Regions from separate parts of the Rattus norvegicus genome. Here region 2 is linked to region 1. Evidence: chromatin contacts called from public Hi-C data. All regions are on one chromosome and are shown on one strand. Each heading gives the region's core, a stretch centred on a gene start, on an enhancer-like site or on the middle of the called end of the contact. The rest is flanking DNA. Distances are from core to core; before and after follow the strand shown. Region 1 overlaps Epas1 (endothelial PAS domain protein 1). Region 2 overlaps Prkce (protein kinase C, epsilon).

Region 1 (2,969 bases), core at 90-2,589:
CACTTGATTGTCTTAAATCCTCTTTCAAGATGAGCCCTGCGCTCTGGGACTGAGGGAGAGCTTTAGATCACAGTAAATGTGCAGAGTGTGCATTCACCCCAATTCTAACTGGAGGCTTCCTCAGACTCATACCTGGTTAAAAACAAAACAAAACAAACAAACAAACAAACAAAAAACCCAACAAATTCTCATTACTTTAGAGTTGGAGATCAGCACACAGCCAGGTTTCTAGATATAAATGTCAGGCTTATTTTTGATTATTTTAATTTGAATTTATTTGATTCCCGGCATTTGACTAGTGAAGACGCATAGTCTGCGCAGGATATGATTCTCTAATCCCCGGGACGTTAAAATCCAGGACATGATTTTAAAGTTTTCATCATGACCTATCTATCTATCTATCAGGAAAAGTGGGACAAAGGGGGGAGAGTTACGGCAGCAGATGCGATTTCTGTGCCCTCTTATGCCTCATGGTGGTAAGACCTGTTTCCCCTGGTTCTCATCCCAATTGTTTTGCTGTCCCACTCCCCGGCCCCACCTATACTCAAAATCAAGGCATTTTCTGTCCTGTTTGGAAGAAGGCCAGTAGGATGATTCATGCCAGGATGTTACTGGCTGAGAGCAGCCAGCAGCCCCTTCAAGAAAGTCTAGCATTGCTTGTAGCGTTCCCTTAAAGCAGAGTCTGGCCAGTCAGTAGACAGCAGCTGACTAACTCCGCATAGCATTTTATGAATGCCAGTGCAGCGAGTAAGGGTGAGGTGAGCTGGTGTGGAACAAAATAAAAAATTCCAGTGCCGGACTTGTGGGGCACACCAGGAGAGCAGCAAGGTCAGGTGGAATCTGTCATTCTGCTGAAGGTGTGAGATAGCCCAAGCCTGCCCACAGTGGGGCATAGGGTACAGCGGAAGAGACAGTAAGTGGCCCATGCTCTTTCCTTGCCGCTCTGTGTGGGGCTACATTTGCTGTCAGTGTGCCTGGAAGGCATGGGGACTGTGGTGCTAGGAGGGGAGGCACTGCCAAGGCAAACCCTTTGAACCGGAAAACCCTGCAGAGATAACTAAGTACCAAGCACCCCTGAAGTAGGAATCCTGTATCGGAGCTTGTTAGGAACAATGTAGCAGTTTTAGTGTTTCCCGAAGAGGAAGAAGACTCATGCTGATGGTAATGTAAAATGTAAGTAAGAATGTAGCAGCCTAGCTGCTGGCACAGCCTGGCCTCAAAGACCCAGTCTGAAGGCGCCTGCTCTGCCACCTGTTAGTTCGCCCAAGGCAAGTGGCTCCAGCGTTCTGGTGTGCCGCTCAACTTGGGCGGTGCTGCCTAAAGGAAATGAACGGAGCTCCGGAAAAGGTGCTCCACAACCTTCTCAGCTGCACATATCCTGGCTGTGGGAACCATCAAAGCCTGTTTACTGGGGCTATTTTTAGCATTAAAGAATCTTGTGCTCCTTCTCAGTGAAGACGGTTTGTCTCTACCACAGTTCTTTGAGATTCGAATCCTGACAGGTCCTGGGAAGCAAATGGCCAGGATGTAGAACCTGATAATTAGACGGCCCAGCCGTCTTAGCAAGCACCGATTTTATTTTGTACCAACGGTTTACTCTGTTGTTTATTAACCTTCCCAGGAGGGGCTTAGACTCTTGAACAGATGCCTTCCCTGGCAGTTGGTTGGTTCCTGAAGGGTGGGATTGTATCCCTCCTTGCAGTAGCCCCAGTTCTCCACAGGATAGGACTGAACTTGTAATGAGTGCCACTGGTGAGCCAATGATCCCTTTCACCAGCCAGGGAAGACATGGAGGAAAAGCTTAGGAACTGCAGTGAGCGAGCTTTCCCCAAGCCCAGTGTTTACTGTGCACAGCCGCCAGGCAGAACAGTTCTCAGCAGAGATGTGACACAAGGTTCAGGTTCTGGGTGCAGCAGGGGGATGTCTGCCTCTCTCTTCCGGGCTGGGAGTGACCTGGCCAAGTTCCTTCAGAGACTCCCAGGAGGACAAGCAGGTGCTACAAGAGCAAACAGTTCCACTGACGGAAGAAGCCATGCCCAAGCCCGGCTTCTCCAGGGTCCCAGGGAAGGAGGGGGGCTGCTGACGTCCTTGATCCTGTAGCCATTGTGACTTCAGTCTCAAGATGTTCTGTGTCTGTGGCCCCAGAGCACCCTTCTCCTTCCTTTCCAAAGGGCAGTCAACCCACCACTGTAGCCAATTTCGCCACCTCCTGGAAGTAAGCAGACTGGACACTTCGGAAAGCTGACTTGGCTGTGCTGGGCCTGTTAAAAACAGGAAACTTTAAGCAGAGCTATTTTTTCTGGGTCTAGTTAACCCAAATAGGTTGTCTTGGGGTTACTCCAGATTTTGAAGTCAGTGTTGCCACTGAGATCAAAGAAGCTGAAGAGAAAATAAATTCTCAGTAGGCCTCAGGGCTGGCCTGTGTTTGTCGGGAGAAAGTGGCCACCTCCTTGCCCATTTCCTAGGTCAGGCAGCCTTGCCCAGCCTGGCTGGTTTTCCCCACATGGGAGATAGTCTTCATCATGTGCTCCCTGAAGCGACAGCTTTGACCCTCTCTGAACATGGTTTTGTTTTTTATTTTTTTAAAGGAAGAAAGTCACTTTCCCAGCTCCTCTGAATTAGGAAGGAAACATGGGGGTGGGAGGGGGACCTTCCAGCACTACCCTGGGTGGGGTGCAGTCTCCTGGTTCTCCTCCAAGACCTCAGTCTTGGGCTCCCGGCTCAGCTTAATTTTTCTGCAGGGGGTTCCAAGTTTTTTTTTTAATTGGATAGTTTATGTATTTACATTTCAAATGTTATCCCCTTTCCCGCTCTCCCTCTCCCATCCCCCTCCCCTGCTTCTGTGAGGATACACCCCCTTCCTCATACCAACTCCCACTTCAGCACCCTGGCATTCCCCTACACTGAGGAAATGAGCCTTCATAGGACCAAGGGCTTCTCATCCTATTGATGTCAGACAATGCCATCCT
Region 2 (2,990 bases), core at 186-2,685, 290 kb before region 1:
GGCTTCAGACTTTAGATGCCTCCCACCACTCCCAATGTGCTCTCTGCTTCCCACATGATACTCAAGATCTGAGCCCCCAGCCCACTGCTTCCGCTGCCACATCTTTGCTATGCCATCATGGACTCCACCCCTCTGGAACCATAAGCACCAAGAAACTCTTTACTCTTAGGTGGCCTTGGTCATGGTGTCTGGTTACAACAATGGAAAAGTCACCAATAGACTCGGTTTCTAGGATATGGGGAGGAATGGCTCTCCCAGAAACTTCCTTGAGAGCATCCCAGCAGATTGTGCAGCGCTTTAAGATGGGTACAGACCGGCTGGCAGAGCGTGGAAGGGTGTAGAGTAAGGAAGGCCCTGTGTCTTTTCCGGCATCCAGCAATGATCACCGTGCAGAGCCATCAACAGTAACCATAATGGCCCAGTCGAGTCTGGCAGCTGCAGCCTGCTGGGGGACCATGCTGAATTCAAATAGTGACTTAAGATTTCTGTCTACGGGGTTGGGGATTTAGCTCAGTGGTAGAGCGCTTGCCTAGGAAGCGCAAGGCCCTGGGTTCGGTCCCCAGCTCCGAAAAAAAGAACCAAAAAAAAAAAAAAAGATTTCTGTCTACAAAGCTGTTCTGTCCTTGGCTGTGCCGTAGTCTTCTTGCACAGACTCTGGGAAATAAAAAGCAAATAAAACGATTCTGGCACCCAGCACTAATGAGAATGGGCAGATAGGCCAGTCAATAAAACCACAAATACATACCCATCAAGTTCAGGCCTTGTGCTAGACTTGAGATCCTGCTGTGGTTTTGAGTTTCTAGAGAACCTAAATCAGGCTACGGAAGCTACAGAGCTGGCCCTTGAAATAGGGCAAGCATTGGGAAGAAGGTGGGCACCTAGAGATGGGCTCCAAAGTCCTTTCTAGAGTTCATCTTGACGTGTTCCCCACACTAGGTTTCACAGCTCCGTTCTCCTGCTTCTTTGCGGACAAATGATAAGGAAAAAGAGGTGAGGTTTGTGGGGAAGGGTGCATACTGAGAAAATAAGGAGAACAGACTCTTGTGGAGTCAGAGGCTGAGGGAAAGGAGCATGGCAGTGCTGGGGACCCTCGTTAGGGACTGAAGTGTCCCTCTTGGTGCTAAAGAGCATGGCCTTCCTGCTCCAGGTGTGAACCTGGTACAGAAGCTCCTTTTTCAGAAATCTCCTGTTCCATTGGCCTCTGGAGCTCAGAGGGCTCCCAAGAGATAGATTTATTTTGATTTTTGTGGTTAACAGAAAACTAAAATTCCCAGGCCCTTCTAGATGTTGTGTGTTTGTGTTTTATCATCCCCATTACAAAACCATCCCTTCCAACTGGATCCCACAAAACCCGACTTGGCCAGTCTCACCCGTGGCATTGCCTCTTTAAAACTTGCATCTCTGCACACTGTACCCATCCCCCACCCTCTGGCATTTCCTGCCAGGCCTGGGAAGCCAAATCCTGGAGGACTTTGCTGTGAGGGAAACTGGGAATGGGGCTGAGCCTCTACAGGATCTCCACCCGCCCACCAGCCTCCCTCCAGCCCTGGGGAACGGGTGGCGTGGAGAATCCTTAAAAAGCAACTGGTGATGTTTTTCAAATGTGATTTAATCATCTCTGTGGGCAAGGGGAGAGCTGCCTGGAGCAAGTGTTGACAACATAGTAGAGGATTTGTAGTTTCAAAGAACTCTAATTTTTTTTAACTTTTAACAAAACTGCAAACCCTAAAGAAAAGAAGGGATGGCGGGGGTACAAGGTGACCAGGAGAGAGAAAGATCTAGTGAATAATCAGGCCACCTAAGAGAACGGAGAAAGCAACCTGAAGGGTAGGCCATGATCCTGCTAGGCCAGGTGACATTGGGGTGGTGGGGCCTGGGAGGAGTTGGAGGGCTTTTGGCCCCTTTGCTGGCTGTTTCTAGAAAACAAAAGCCCTCGATGTTCAATACCTCTAGATGGTTTGGATTAGCAGCCCTCGGGACTCTATGCTACGGGCTCGACAGTAGAAGATTGGAAGTGGTAGTGCTGGGCTTGGTAATGCTCTCCAGCGTTAGGTGAAGAGAGTCTACGTGGATGCTTTGGGCTCTGTGTGACACAGTGTCTTATCCAGTGATGCGAGGAAGCACATCTTGGTGCTGAAGAACATCCTGTGTGAGCAGGATGGGTGGGCGGCAATGCCATTTCTCTTCCTTAGCCAATTTACACTCAGGGCCCTGTGGCCTGCAAGTGACTGAGGGCTTATGGAGACTCTGATAGGAGGGTCGGTGTGTAAAGTCACTGAGTGCCAATCTCCGTTGCCTGAGGAGAGCCGAGGGACGTGGAGAGGGGGATAAGAGTGCAAGTAGAGGGGCCGCATAATTTCATACCAATCAGGCTGCATGAAGAAAGTGGTCACCCAGGTCTTGAAGCAAGGACCCATTCTAGAATGAAGTGCAAAGTTATAGGGCTCACTTTGCTCCAGTGTGCCCACCTCAGGGCAGACAGGGAGGAGTGCTGCCTCTTAGTCTAGAGTCTGTCACATAAGGTAGCTTCTTTACATGTAAGGAAACACGGAAAGAAGATTTTCTTCTATATTTCCACATTTTATTATGGTAAAATAAACATAGGATTTATCACCTTTGAACACTTGGAGGCTGAGGCAGGAGGATAGAAAGTTTGAGGCGACTCTCTCTGTATATGAAGATTGACTCAAAGAAAGATCAAACAAACAAAACACCCAAGCCAAAAAACAAATTCTCTAACTTTGGGGACGAAGTGATAGACACATTTATACACTTGTGTGTGTGTGTGTGTGTGTGTGTGTGTGTGTGTGTGTGTGTGTGTATTCTTCCACGTGGGTCTGTTTGGCACGTTTTCCAACATGAAGGGGCACACTCATTCTGCTCACCTCTTTGCTCACTCCAATGCTGCTAATTTTTATATTCACACTCAGGGTTCGTGGAGGTGCCTTGTTGAGGTAGGGTGTGTGCGTGTGTGCTCATGCAGACCCCAT

What was found. Hi-C and Micro-C count contacts between places; a contact is called where the count stands out from the background.
Region 2: a Hi-C map of psoas muscle shows a contact between it and region 1, with 2.1 times the contacts expected there. The contact joins two enhancer-like sites. A contact is called at or near these places in 6 of 12 Hi-C or Micro-C datasets (Schwann cells, frontal cortex, kidney and 2 more).

Annotation. Positions count from the first base shown.
Region 1 is chr6:13,575,046-13,578,014 of GRCr8, reverse strand. The region is part of intron 2 of Epas1 (endothelial PAS domain protein 1); the gene reads left to right. Among named protein-coding and RNA genes, the nearest start is that of Epas1, 48 kb to the left of the region's middle. Within about 2 kb of position 1,339, at least 35 of the 93 cell types and tissues checked have an H3K27ac peak or open chromatin away from gene starts, as enhancers often do.
Region 2 is chr6:13,867,511-13,870,500 of GRCr8, reverse strand. All of the region lies in intron 10 of Prkce (protein kinase C, epsilon), which reads left to right. Among named protein-coding and RNA genes, the nearest start is that of Prkcel1, 61 kb to the left of the region's middle. Within about 2 kb of position 1,435, at least 23 of the 93 cell types and tissues checked have an H3K27ac peak or open chromatin away from gene starts, as enhancers often do.